Regions from separate parts of the Mus musculus genome. Here region 1 is linked to region 2. The links are chromatin contacts, called in public promoter capture Hi-C maps. All regions are on one chromosome and are shown on one strand. The core of a region is the stretch at or near the end of the contact, and the rest is flanking DNA. Distances in the headings are between cores, read along the strand shown.

The links. Capture Hi-C pulls out chosen DNA fragments and counts their contacts.
Region 1: a contact with region 2 is called in a promoter capture Hi-C map of adipose tissue. The contact joins two enhancer-like sites. A contact is called at or near these places in 2 of 39 promoter capture datasets (hematopoietic stem and progenitor cells and stem cell-derived epiblast-like cells) and 1 of 9 other capture datasets (adipose tissue).

The regions. Positions count from the first base shown.
Region 1 is chr6:113,262,481-113,269,992 of GRCm38.p6, reverse strand. It overlaps Mtmr14 (myotubularin related protein 14), which reads right to left. Exons shown (of 19, transcript NM_026849.2): 10 at 4,483-4,549; 11 at 3,938-4,023; 12 at 3,657-3,733; 13 at 3,398-3,434; 14 at 1,298-1,365; 15 at 434-492; 16 at 123-261. Among named protein-coding and RNA genes, the nearest start is that of Cpne9, 16 kb to the left of the region's middle. Within about 2 kb of position 2,807, at least 18 of the 459 cell types and tissues checked have an H3K27ac peak or open chromatin away from gene starts, as enhancers often do. A contact at or near this core is called in adipose tissue, where this site is marked.
Region 2 is chr6:112,995,505-113,002,646 of GRCm38.p6, reverse strand. No RefSeq gene overlaps it. Among named protein-coding and RNA genes, the nearest start is that of Gm43868, 47 kb to the left of the region's middle. Within about 2 kb of position 1,551, at least 68 of the 459 cell types and tissues checked have an H3K27ac peak or open chromatin away from gene starts, as enhancers often do. A contact at or near this core is called in adipose tissue, where this site is marked.

The DNA.
Region 1 (7,512 bases), core at 1,558-4,057, 270 kb before region 2:
AGCTATGTTCTCAAAGCTTCTGTCAGAGCCCTCTTTGTTCCTGGGGCTACAGCCTGGCTCCCTAGGGCTGGTGGCCTTGGGCCACAGCTGTGAGTTTACTCTATCTCAGTCTGGCCCCTCACCAAGCTGCCTGAGTTGGTGCTCCTGCCGGGGCAAGTTCCACAGTCTCATAGCTGAAGCTCCCCACAGCTCCCGGTGAGTGCTCCAAGACCAGGGAGAAGTCGCTGCCTAGGCTGGTTGTGCTGCCTCGATCTTTGTGTCCTGAAAGCAGCAGAAAGTCAGCATGCTACCTTCCCCACAGCCAGTCCACTACCCATCGCCCACCTTTCAACACTACATGGCTAGACAAATAAGCTTCTAGCACAGTTCCCCATGTGGTCTATACTCAGATAGCTATGGTGAAGAAATAAAGCCTGTTAGGGACAGGACTCACTCAACATGCAGATATCTTCCACAGTGAAGCCTGCATCCCGAGTTGGCAAACTCTTCCTCCTAGAATGACAACCCCAAGCAGGACATTTCAGCTGTAGCTGGAGTTTTCTATGTTCTCTCCTCCTGACTTTGCCCAGCCTGAACAACAGTTCCAAATCCTGGCATCTCATGGAATGGGCCCTACCAACAGAGTCTGCCAACTAACAGGCCCACTTCCAGGATCTACCAGTTTGGCTCTGCCAGCCACATGTGCCAGACAGAAGTCAACACAGCCTGCTTTTCCTTACCATCTTGGCCATTTGGGACACAACTATGACCCAACAAGTGTAAATTTGGGTAAAGACAAGTCAACTCGCAGGATCCAAGTTCTCACTGGAGTTCCAGAGCAACTGCCAGACATACAAGACTGTTCTCCAGGCTGGAAGCAGATTTCTGCTCCACTGTGCAGATGATCAGGCTGGTTGATCTGCCTGCCAAATTCTGGGACTAACAGTGTGCACCATGATGCCCAACTGAGTATGATTCAGTTGTTATAGGGTCATATTGTGAATTTTTTCTTTTTTTATGGTACCAAAGCTTGAACTCAGGGCCTGCAGCATGGTAGGCAGGCACCCTACTTCTGAGCTGCATCCCACTCACAGATGGCCTACTACAGGGCTCAACAACAAGGAACGGCAAGTCCTCCCGTCCACAGGCTTGTTTCTTCCTATAGCATCACCAGCTCTTCCCCCATGAGAGACTACTCCTTCCCTGTTCATTTAGGTCCTCAGCACAGACACTCGGCTCTAGTAACAGGGCTGGGATAACGGCAGTGCTCCACACTGTGGAGGAGTGCCCCTGTGGTCCTTTGCCTCCCTCCACTTACCTCTGGGTCTTCAGGCAGAACTCTTCGGAGGTGATATGCTTCAAAAAATTGAAGCAAAAGAAGAAAATCTGAAGGAGAAAAAGCAGAGCACAGTGAGAAGTTAGCCTTGGCCAGTGGAGAAGAACATGCAGAAGAGCGCCACTGGCTCTCAGGTTAATGCCTCTTTTGGGGAATGACCTTCTTTGTGAACCCTGCTAGATCTGATTTATGACTGATGTGGGTGATACAGAGGGCTCAGCAGGGTTTTAGGCAGGTGCCCATAAGCTGGGGGTAGGGAAGATATAATGTGCATCTTTTCTGAGAACACAGAGGTCCAAGGTAAAGAATTCAAATCTTCAACACGCACATTCTCAGCTTTTACAGTGAAAATAACAGCAGTTCCCACTTCCATCTTAAAGCCCAGGGAGAGCTACTGACAGGGGGGACAGCTGGGAGGGAGAGTATCTTGGGCAAGGGGATTAGTGGATAAGGCAGGACAGAAGAGGAAAGGCATTCCATAGGGAGGGGTGCACCAGATACAGGATCAGAGCTGGGGTAGGGCAGCCATGCTCTGGCTGAAACTGTGAGGCCCAGGTCTTCACTGTGAAGTGGATACAGGCAAGAGACTGACTGGCAGCAAACCCATTCCCAGGAGCAAATCCCAGCCAGTGACCTAGTCCAGTGGCCTCTAGAAACATACCAGAGGCTTTGGTTTATTTAACCTGCACAACACAACAGGCTATATATCAACCAGTGATCCCAAAAGGTGTAACCCATGAGACTCAGGGAAACACCCATACATTCCCACAGGGCCCTGTAAGATTCCATTTTAAAAAAAAAAAAAAAGAGGAAAAAAAAAAAAAAAGGCAGAGGGTTGCTCAGATCTGGTCAGTAGGAAATGCTGCATTATATAAAATGACACAGGTGTTTTCATCAGACACCAGAGCTTTTTAATGTGCTAATGTACCCTGGGAACCTCAAAGATAGAAGACAGGGTAAAGAGGCACTTAGCAGCTGTTTTTAGCTTGCTATATTACAGAGGTGTCTGCAGTCTGGAGAGGTAGCAAGACCTATGCATACACTGAGGGACTTGCAGGGTGGGACTCAGAGCCCAGTCTTCGCAGTCTCATTTTTGCCCTTATTCTCTGAAGGGAGCATCTGGCTTGCTCTGGTGGGCGGGGGAGGGAGATGGAGTAGAGGACAGAATGTCCTAAAGCACCAGCAAAATCTCCAAAGAGGCTACAAAGAGTCCTTCTGCCCAGATTTCAATGCCAAAGGCTCTGCCTCTGGCAGAGTTCATGGGGCCTCTGAGGAGCAGGCTTATGAGCTCTGCAGACGCGTAAGTGCTCAGAGAGATTTGGAAGGGAGATGAGCAGCTGGGCAGAAGCAACAAAAGAAAAGCTGGAGATAAGACGCCTAAGAAGAAAGCAAGCTCAGAAGCAGGAGGGAGAGAAGGATGCTTCTGGACACTAGGGGTGGGTGGAGACAGAACCAATACTGTCATGATATGCATCTGTATAGCTCAGGGAGAAACCAGGAGACTCAAGGTGAAGCTCAAGGTCACCTAGGCAACGAGCAGGACCAGTCGAGACACACTCAAGCCAAACTTAAGATCTGATGCTGGGGGAACTACAAGCAGGTAAAGAAGATAGAGGAGGCAAGACAGAAATGGCAAGAGGAATCTGACTACACTGAAAAGAAAGGACAAGGAGGACCTGGAGGCAGCCTACAAGTGGGCAGAACCCTGGGTGTGCAGACCACCGTGGAGAAGGGAAGGGACTCTGAGTGGCAGGATGGAGGACAGAAGCACTCCATGTTTCAGCTTTGAGCATGGAGCCATGGAAAGCAACTTGAACACTGGCTCCAGAGCCAAGTGCAGAGGGAAGATGAGGAGCCTGAAATGGTCACAGCCACTGTGGCCAGAACTCCCTCTGTGGTACAAAGGGAGCCCGAGGCCCACACACGGTCTGTGCTCTTGCCTTTCCCACCACACTGCCTGAGGGAAGAGGATGGTAAGCTCATCCAAGCATCCTGGGTGGAGAAACTGCCTTCCCAGCATGGCAACCAGAATGAATGCCTTGTGTGTTAAGGTGTAGTCCATGTCTGTGCGGAGGTCCTTACCTCCTCCCCTTTGCTGAGCCGATCTACCAACATGTGTCTGAAAAAGAAGAGTGAGAAGGTCAAAGCACAACCCAGCGCTGAGGAGCCGTGTGACCCACAGACAGACCAAGTCTTTGGCACCAATGCATCACATGAAGCCTGCCAACATCTTTGATCCTTTCCAAAGAGAGCCAACTTTTTTCCTCCAGCTGTTTTCTTATCTCTGTTCCTCATAAGAAAAGCTAATACACCATGCACACACACCTCCTTGAAGACTTACCCAAAGAGGAACCAGTCATAGGCCACAGTCAGGTAGAGGATCTCAGCAGGCTTCAGGGATGTGTGAATTAGCCCATCCTGGGGGAGACAAAGGGTGGCAAGCTCAGAAAGCTGCCTTCCTAGTGCGGGCCTCCTTGCTCCAGGAGCAAACCAAAACATAGACTGGGTGACAGGACCACCCTTATCCTACCCCAGCCCCCAACCAAGAACAGTGTTAAACGTGACAATTGGAGACCTAATAGGGTCTCTGCATATTCCCCGCTCCAGCTCATTCATACTCACAGCCCACAAGGAAAGGCGCAGAAGAGAGATGAAGAGGGGGGTCCGGTCCCAGCCTGAGATACAGTGTACCAGCAGCCCGCTGTCATCTATTGTGGAACAGGAGCACCAAGTGAGAGAACCAGATAGGGTTCTGCTGAAAACCCCAGGCCTCCAGCCTGGTGCAGGCCAGCTTAGTGTCCCTCTTCCCCAGGTTCCTGTCCAAAGTTATTTTATTCCCCAATCTCATCTTAGAAATGAGTGGGTGGGAACATCTGTCTTGACTTCTAGCATCTTAGCTGAAGTTCTCTTTTTAATTGTATTATAACCATGTATGTGCACATAAGAGTGCACAGGTCAGAGAACTGCATATGGGACTTTGCTCTCCTCTCCCTCCATGGTCCTGAGCATAGTACCCAATTCACTGAGCTTGTGCAGCAAATGTGTTTTTAAGCTCTTGGCATACTCCAGGTAGAAGCCAGCCCAAAAAGTCTCTTTGGGGGGTTCACAGAGAGGATCCCCCTTCCCAGCCAGCACTTCGCAGGCTTGGGACACCAGGAGAGACTTACCATCTCTGTTCATGATGAAAAGCAGCAGTTTCAGGTAGTTCTGTGTTTGTTGCACCAGGTCCCAACTCTGTTGGGCAAAACAGAAAAGGGATCGAGAAATAAATATGACCAGGAATGGACATTTAAATACTATCAAAAACAAACCACTGTCTGTGCATGGTGACATTGGCCCGTAACCTCAGCACTCACTCAGGACGCAAGAGGAACACGAGTTTGAGGCCAGTTTTGGCTACATACCGAGTATCAAAAGTATCAAAACAAACACGACTGCCAGCTAGGGTGTGGGTCAGTGGTAGAGCACATGCTTTGCATTGAAGAGATGTGGGGTTCTGTTCTAGTAGCAAAAATCTAACAGGAGTGCTGCCAGGTATGATGGTATGCCTTGTAATTCCAGCACTTAGAAGGCCAGGAAGGAGGCTCAGTAAAATTCAAGACCAACCCCAGCTCCGCCAGCCTGAGTATGAGACCCTATCTCAAACCGACAGACGGTGCCAAGCATGATTTTCTGGGCAGCAGTTCTACATAGCGCTTGATCTTTAGCTCTAGGCCTAAACCCTAAATACTCCCGAGCCGCCTTCCTCAGTTCCAGGAGATCTCCTTGCATCTATCTCCCCATCCCCTCCCTCACACGGTGCTCTGGGAGTGAGGAAGAAAGTCTTGGTGCACGCCTTTAATCCCAGCACTCGGGAGGCAGAGGCAGGCGGATTTCTGAGTTCGAGGCTAGCCTGGTCTACAAAGTGAGTTCCAGGACAGCCTACACAGAGAAACCCTGTCTCGAAAAAACCAAAAAAAAAAAAAAAAAAAAGTCTTCAGCAGGTGCTCTCAAGCAACCACATGCCAGTGGCTCCTCAGTTCCGGGGCGGGGCCTCAGGGTGGATATTGTTTCTAAACAGTCATGTAAGAGACATTCCTTGATCTGCACCACACATGGAGACCAACACAAATACCGATCTTCTCATCACCCTCTCACTCGCCCTTACTGCTGTTTACTGCATGCTCTCTCTCTTGTCATCAGTGTTTAACTGTGTGTGTGTGTGAGAGAGACACACACACACACACACACAGACAAACACATACACCCCTGGGGTTGAAGAGCACTGGTTAAGAGCACTAGCTGCTCTTACAGAGGATCAGGGTTCAATTTTCTGCACCCAGATCTCTAACTGCAGTTCTCAGGTGGCTCAGGGGAAGCGGATTATCTTCTGGCCTCCTTGCATACTTGTGGCATTGCACAGAAATGGTGCACAGCCATGCATGCAGGCAAAACACCCAATACACATTAACAATTTAATTGCTATAATACTACATTACATGTGACACTCCTCTATGGCTTGCGTGTGAAGGTCAGAGGAAAAGTTTTGGGGATCAGTTCTCCCCTATCTCTGCATGGGTTCAGGGGATCAAACTCAGGTCGTCAGGCTTGGCAACAACCATCTTTATCCACTGAGCCATTTGCTGCCTCCTTTGTCTTTTTTAGTCTTCCTATATTAGCCTAGGTTAGTCTGAAACCCGTGTTCTTTCTGCTTCTGCCTCCTTAGTGGTGGGCATGTACATACGTACCACCATGCCCAGCACTACACTGTCTTCTGATGAATAATGTACACAGTGTATTTTTTTTTTTTAAATAAGAGGCTCACTGGGTGGGAGTCAGGAAATACATACACGCTGCCAAGAATCTACATGAGAGGGCTAGACCAGGCACTGTGGAGCAGCCCACTCTCAATCTCAATTCCATGGAGGGGTCTGACCTAGTTCTGCAGAGCCGTTTTCCCTTGCTAGGGACAGCCTCTGCTCTCTTAGGACACAACTGCCTATCAGCGTTCGGGGCTGTGCAGAGAGGGTGGTGCATGCCAACTAGAGAGCACTTCCCTGGGGGGAAGGGAACACGGCACCTGTAATTGCAATGGTTTTCCCAGGAATTTAAAGCAGACTCATTTACCTGACCCTCCCACGCCCCCAGAGAGTTCTGACCCACTTTCAGCAGCTCCCGAGACCTGCTGCAGCATTGTGCTAATAAAACCATTACCAGCAGGTGCATGAGGGTCTCTTTACACATCTGGCTCAACATGTAAGACACACTATTGCCAAGAGATTTCCTCTGAGCTGGGATTCTGTAGAGTGAGGACAGAAGCCATATAGCAGGAAGTCTCGGGTTAGGCTTGCTGTGAAGACAGCAGCAGCAAGGGGAGGGCAGGGACCAAGGCAGAGGGGTCTGCAGAGTGACAAGCAATGCAGACCTAAAGGAGACTTGGATCAGGAAGAGAAAGCACCCAGAGCTGGGTTCAGCTATCTGTGGGGAGGTCCACACTGGGGAGACCCAAAGCCACACAAGATGGGCTGAGGGATGGATCTGGTACCACCAGACTTTAAGGTTTATAAGGGAGATGAACAACAGTTAAGATCACCCAGTGACATATAGCACTAGAGAACTTGGGACCCCAAAGCTAACATGCAGAGAGGACAGAGTGCACTTCTGGCTGAAGATGACATGAGGAGACTCAGAGACCAACTGCCTTGACTGCTTGACTTGGCATGTCAAGGACACATCCCTTTGACATGCCATCCTGCCACCATCACATGCCTGGAATCCCATCTGTGTCCATCTTCTGAAACCAGGTAGCCAGCAGCCTGCTCTCACTGACAGGAAGGCACTCCAGCATGCCTGCTCAGAGAACACTTAAACTCTGGGATCCTGACACCGCAAGAGGGCTAAGCCTCACTTCTAGGGAAAGTCTGCTCAAGGCCAGAGAGCCCAACTGCAGCACTCCCACTACGCAGCAGAGCCCTTCCTCCCTCCCTTCCCGAGAGGAGGAGGTCTTAGCAGCACACACAAGCCCCTCCTATGACCCGAGGGGAGTAGTTCATCAAATCTAACTGGCACCTGCATAAGGAAAACAAATGACTCCAGAGAGAACAGAGAAAGGGCAGCTCAGGGTAGAGGCCATCTGAGAGCTCTGCACACAACAAACTGAGGAGCTTGCAGGCTCCCTTTGGTCACTCAATCTGTGAAGCCAGAGCCCAGGGTGCAGG
Region 2 (7,142 bases), core at 302-2,801:
TCTTCTGGCTTCTAGATGCGTCCATATTGTATGTCAATCTTACAAAGGGCTTAGTCATGTCTCTGCCTCTTTCCAAATGGATAGTTTCCTCAGCATGAAGACTGACTCCCCAGTCCCTTGGTCAGGTGCACCTCTAAACATCAGCCAATGCTCAGCACCCAGCACCTTGTGTAGTCGGCTTTCCAGAGCGGCCACAGATACTGGAGACAACAAACCTGTCAAAAGGAACCGTGTATTTTAGCCCATAGATTGGAAATCTCAGTCTGTGAATGGTTGGTCCCCTTACTTCTGAACCCGTGGTGTGGCACATTATAGTGGCAACACACAGTGTAGAAGAGAGCCCTTCACGTCAGGTGCAGATAAACGAAGAGACCAGAGTCCCATAATTCCCTCAGGTCTTGCCTTTCCCTATTACCTAAAGCTTCCCCCTAGGGCTCCACATCTTGAAGTTCTACCTCCTCCTAGCAACACCTAGCAACACCTTGGCCCAGGAACCAACTGTTTAACACATGAGCCTTTGAAGGACATTTAAGATTCAAACGCAGCACATTTACAGTTCCCTAACTGTGAGAACAACCTCTCTCTCCTGCAGTGGTCATACGGCTTTAGTAAATGCATGTTTATCAAGTGTAATTCGCATTACACGTGTTAGTGTGGACTTTTCAAGTCGGCAGAGTCTTAGGCGCTGACGCAGTGAGTGCTGTACTCTTCTGGTTCCTCCTCCACTCACGTGGTTCCTTGGGGGAGGGGCTAAATGAAGTCATAAGAATAAATTATTCTGGACAAGGTTAATCATGTAATCAGCAGCATTCAGTATCGTTTAAGTTACTCAGGATGGGTGAGTTCTTAAGACCTATACAACATCACGCCGGAGTCAGTGCCGCCCTGCCTGAATATAGGAAAGTCTCATGCTGTGTGCTTACTACTAAAAACAAGCATGACGCACTCCTTTAATCCCAGCACTTAGGAGACAGAGGCAGGAGGATCTCTATGAGTTCGAGGTCAGCCTAGTCTACAGAGTAAATTCCAGGACAGCCAGAAACCCTGCCTTGAAAAACTAAAATGAACAAACAAACAAACAAACAAACAGCTAGGCATAATGGTGCATGACTTTAATCCCAGCACGCGGGAGGCTGAGGTCAGAGGACCTCTTGTGAGTTTGAGGACAGCCTAGCCTTTATACCCAGCCAGAGATATAAAGTGAGCCCCTGTCTCAAAATAACAACAAGAATATCCATCCAAACCCTAAGTAAACAAAAGTTAAGGGAAAATAAGTAACTTAACAGCATTTCCAGAACAAAGGATCGCCACTTATTCTTTGCATTCTTCACAACTCATTGCCATTTTGAAACAGCGTGGTTAAGAGAATGTGTGTGGGTAAAGGAGTTAACAATTGCAGGCATTATCATCATCGCTAGCTTCCGATGTCCTTGTAAGTTCTGAAATTCAGAGACTAGAAGCGGCTTCCTTGGGTTACAATGATCTGGTCAGAGCAGCCACCAGTAATGTTCTCAGAGTGCCTCACCAGGTGGCGCTCTTTTACCGGGATAGGTTCTGACCAACTCCCTCCTCCCACTTCCCAGCATGCAGTAGCCTCTTCCCCACCAGTTCAGCCCAGCCTTGTAGAGCTAGCTGGGATATTGTGTCTAAGCCTTGTTTCAGACAGGGAGAAATAAAATTTTGAGAAAGTATGTCTCTGGGCTCAGAGACCCTACGTCACCAGGTGGAGTCCGGGTTTATTCAATTCTGAGCCTCATCTGCCTCCCAGTGCTTCTCTTATTCGGCTCTCTGCAGACGCTTCTAGATCTTGCCTTGCAGGCTTCCCTCACAGTGGATCCTGGTGGGCAGAGCTAGTGCTCCTCTCCTAGGCATTTGTCACTTTCTGCTATTACGGGTGGAGAAGGTATTTGGGAACAAGAAAGGGAACAGGCTCTTTTTATTTCTTCCCCTTCCGGAGGCATTCAGGGGCAGTGTATGTGCAGCTAGGGGAAGGGACCTGGAACCAAACCGTCTTTGTCATGACTCTTCCCCTTTTCACAGCAGGATAACAGGCTGTGAGTAAACTTGTGTCTCATTATTCCATCCATAAAGTTGGGGCAGTAAAATATCCCATGGGAGCCGCCATAGACGAAGCACTCACTGCAGTCGGGTGCTTATGGTGAGCATCATGGTTCACCAGCATCCTACCTGGACAGAAAAACTTCTGGGAGGATGCCGGGCTGCCCATACTGGCCCTCACCTGTGTCTTCCTGCTACAGCATCCTTTTATGACACCTGTCACATATTTCAGTGATGCTGTGTGTTAAGTCTAGGCTCTCATACTCGCAATGGACCTGCAGCCCAACCCAGGGAAGTGGGTACTTAGCATGTTCCCATCACATGGAGGAGGCTCAGATATGACAAAGTCATCTCTCCAGGTCACTGCCTAGCGACAGGAGGGTGCCTCACAGTCAGGCCTGTCTGATTAAGCTGTAAGATTCAAGCTGTTTACTTCTGCATTCTACTGCTCTTTTGAAACTGGCAATAACAGTAAGCAGGACCCCTCACAGTGTGGGCATCATCCGGACTGCCGAACCCACATCCCAGGACCACCCATCTGTAGAGTGATGGTTCTTAACCCTTTAAAATAATCTATCTATCTATCTATCTATCTATCTATCTATCTATCTATCTATTAGCAGGATTTTCATCCTAGCACTGGGTAGGCTGAAACTCTATTTAGACCAGGCTGGCATTGAGCTCACAGAAATCCATTTGCCTCTTCTTCCTTAGTGCTGGGATTAAAGGCAGGTGCTACCACACTAGGCTAGATTTATTTCTGTTGTTTTTATGACATGCATGTGTCTGTGTGGATATATGTCCCCTGTGTTGGGGTGCTTGAGGAAGGCGGAGAGGGTGTTGGGTCCCCTTGGGGCTGGAGTTTTGTGTGCTGGGAGCCTGGTGAGGGTGTTGTTAAGCAAACTTTGAACCTCTGGAAGAGCAGCAGGTGCTCTTAACCTGGGGGACAAAGATGTAGAGGTCACTCATGTTTTTCTGCCCCTCTCCCCAAGGTCCTTTGGGTGACAAATACAAGGATTCTTAGATTATATTTAGCCCCACAACCTTCAAGGGTCACCTGCCCCCATCTCGTTTTTTTTTTTTTTTTTTTTGTGCAGCCTCAGGCTAGCTCTTTGGGCAGCCAGGCAGCCTGCATCCCAGGCACGTGAGGTCCTTTGAGCCATCCAAGATGTAACACAAGCACTCTGTGACTCAGACCAGACTCTCTGGGATTTTTCCTTTCTGGGCATGTGACAGTCTGTGCAGTATCAACAGCTTTTAGCAAGGAAAGAAACAGACACCACATTACTGTCACAAAATCATAGATGGCAGGCAGGCTCAGAAGGACCATGCATAGAAAATCAATAGTGGGCCCTGTTGAGGGCAGAAGGAAGGAAGGAAGGTCTGTCTGTCTGTCTCTGGCATGTGATGGTCTTCTAAACAAAAATTCTCAATCTCATCTATGTCAAGGTAATGGCTTGTTGAAAGGAACTGTCCTGTGTATTGTCTGGTGTGAGTATCATCATTGTCTGCCACCCACAAGATAGTAAAACATTCCCCGAGTAGGGCAATAGCCAAATGTCTCTAGATGTTTCCGATGTGGTAGGAGATAGAACTGCTTCCTCACCGCTCTCTTATTGAGAATCACTATTGTAAAAGCAACCATTTCTTCATTCCCTTCCTGAAATATGTATTAACATTTTTCTGAGTGCTGGAGAGATGGCTGACAGTTAGTAGCGTACAATGCTCTTGCAGAGGACCTGAGTTTGTTGGCCAGCACTCATACTGGGCATCTCACAGCTCATAGCTAACTCTAGCTCCAGGGGATTCAACAATCTCTTCTGGATTCCACAGTTACCTGCACCCATGCTTGCACATACCTGCACACAAATGCACACATTTATATACAATTAAAATAAACCTCTTTTAAAAAGACATTTGTGTGCCTTGGTGTCCTAGTTAGGGTTTCTATTGCTGCGATACTGGTGTGATACTGGTGTGATACTGGCCCCTTCTTAGGCACTGCTGACTTCTCTGCTCCAGCTAACTGGCATCAACTGTCCCAGTTAAGCCAAAGTTTCACCTTAGTGGTTCTGGGTCTCTTGTTAATCACAGCTGATTCTTTGGCCACAGCTGACTAGAGCCACCGATTCTAAATTCTGAACATCAAATGGCCCTGAAAGAGTCTTTGCGTCCCTCTGAAACTGAAACTTCACCAGCCAGGCTTCCATCCCCTGCACTGCTCTGAGGCTCATCTTCCAAGTTCTCACAACAGCTCATCAACCTTTGAATGCTCAATGGCTTTCCTAGCTCAAATATACAATATCCTTCCACGGTCCTTCCCCAAACAACTTGGTGAGGTCTGTTACAGCAATACCCTGCTTCCTGGTACCAATTTCTTTGTTAGGGTTCCCTTTGCTGTGATAAAACACCATAATCAAGCAATCTGGAGAGGAAAGGGTTTATTTTGCTTACACTTCCATATTATAATTCTTCATCTTAAGAGAGTCAGGGTAGGAACTCAGACAGGAGGAACCAGGAGGCAGGAACTAATGCAGAGGCCATGAAGGAGTGCTGTTTACCGATCCTCTCTTCATGGCTTGCTCAGTGTGCTTTCTTAGAGCATCCAAGACCACTAGCCCATGAGTGACACCACCTACAAGGGCTGACCCTCCCATACTAGTCACTAGTTAAGAGAATGTGTATGGGCTTGCCTACAGCCCAGTCTTACGGAGACATTTTCACAGTGGAGGCTCCCACCTCTCAGATGACTCAAGCTTCAGTCGAGCCGATATAAATTTAGCCAGCATACGTGCTTTGCTGGCTTGTGAACCAGGCATTCACTCATTCTTCAGAATTCAGCTAGGGAGGCAGGGGTCATACAGGTAGCAGAAGAGAAAACCCTCAACAAAGACAAAAGCTAGGTACTCAGAAAATCACAGGGGCAAATACTCTAATGACTGGGGAGATAAAAAAAAAAAAAAAGCTTTCCCAAGAGTATACATGGCAGATGTGGTGAAGGAAGGACACTCCAGGCAGAAGGGACATGTACCAGGAAAGTGTGGAGTGTGACATGATAGGGACAAATGTATTTTAGAATGGCTGCACCCACAGAGCATGCACTAGGAGTGACTAGGAGGTAAGCAGGGCCAGGCAATGATGGTGGGACGATGGCTAACACTCATTGAATGCTTTGTACAAGTCAGGTTCTGCCTCAATGCAGTAGAAACACACACACTAAGTGGGGAGATAGCGTGTCCAGGGTACATAGTGCATGCTGATTTCTTGTAAGCCTCATTAAGAAACGTGGTCTAAGAGCCAAGGAAGTGGAAGGCTAGCGTCAGCATACCGAGGCACTCACACTGGGTGGAACAGTGCCACTGCGTTTACCCCAGCATTCTGTGGTGTCTGGAGCTCAGCTGGGTGAGGCCTTTCTTGGTTTAGTTTGCAGTCTCAAGGTGGCAATGGCATGGTTGGGGTGGGATGTCTGGCACCTGCATGAGACTCTGTCCATCATTCCAGATCTGCCCCTGTAACTACTTTCTCAGCTTGTTCTTCCTGGTGTCTTACAAGCTGCCAGGTCTTCTTGATGCCTAGACTCCCAAGACCTCAGACCTCATCTCCTATGTATTGTGTTGGTCAAAGTACTCATGGGTAGAGTACTCATTTATGGAGTGAGGAATTAGGTTGGACTTCTGATGGAGGGAGAGGCATGCATACTGAGAGGGCAGAGTGGTTTGAGGGCATCTTTGAATACTAGCTAGCAGTTAAAACTTTTATTCCAGAAGGAGGCCATGGCAGCCTTGTGGAAGATGGATTGAAGTGAATGATTAGAGACATTGTTCTCGTTCACTTTCTGTTGCTGTGATAGAACACTGACCAAAAGCAACCTGGCGACACAAGGCTTGATCCATCATTGAGAGAAGCCAGGACAAAAACTCAGGGCAGGAACCCAGAGGCAGGAACTGAAGCAGAGGCCATGGAGGAACACTACTAATTGGTTTGCTTCCCCTGGCTTGCTTTCTTATACAACTGAGGACCACCTGCTCAGCAGTGACATTGCCCAAGGTAGGCTGAGCCTCCCAACATCAATCAATAACAAAACAAAGCCCCACAGTCATACCCACAGGCAAAGGGAGGCAATTCTCAATTAGGTTTCTTCTTCCCAGATGTGTCAAGTTGACAACCAAAATTAGCCATAGAAGCTATGGAGATTAATTAGGAATCGCTGTAATAAACTTGGATAATTTCAGTTGAGTTGGTCATGAACTTTCCTTTGGTTCTGTCATTATAAGAAGACCAGTGTAACTGGAGTTTAACATGAAGACAACACACACACACACACACACACACACACACACACACACACACACACACACAAGCTTACATTTAACGAGCACAGACTATGTGACAAATACTGCAAGAATTCCCTCTGATGAGAGCTGGCAGCATGTGATGCATGCCTATAATTCTAGCACTTAGGAGGTAAAATAGCAAGAGGATCACAAGTTCAAGGTCAGCCTGAGCTATCTGTCAAGGCTCTCAAATAAAGTGAAGCAAAGTATGTGGGAAAGCTGGGGCTGGAGAGATGGCTCAGTGGTAAAGAGGTTTTATTGCTCTTGTAGAGGATGTGAGTTCAATTTTCAGAACCCATATGGCAGTGTACCACCATCTCTAACTCCAGTTCCCAGGGATTCTTGCGCCCTCTTTAGGACTCTGTGAGCACTGCATGCATGTGGTGACAGACATACATGCCAGCCAAACAGACTACATATATAACTTTGGCTAATTTTGGTTGTCAACTTGACAACAAATCTTTATATATATGTGTGTGTGTGTACATGTATAAATTCATATATAAAATTTTATACTTTATCTTAAATAAAAATCTTTAAAAGAAAGAATGGCAAAGTCAAGCTGAATACTTGGCCTATCTGAATTAGAAACCTGCATTCTCTTTTCAAGGACTTTAATTTATCATGATGATGATGATGAGGAGGAGGAGGAGGAGGAGGAGGAGGAGGAGGAGATGGTGGTGGTAGTGGTGGCGGTGTGTGTGTGTGTGTGTGTGTGTAAGGCAGGGTGGACATGAGCATGCATACCAC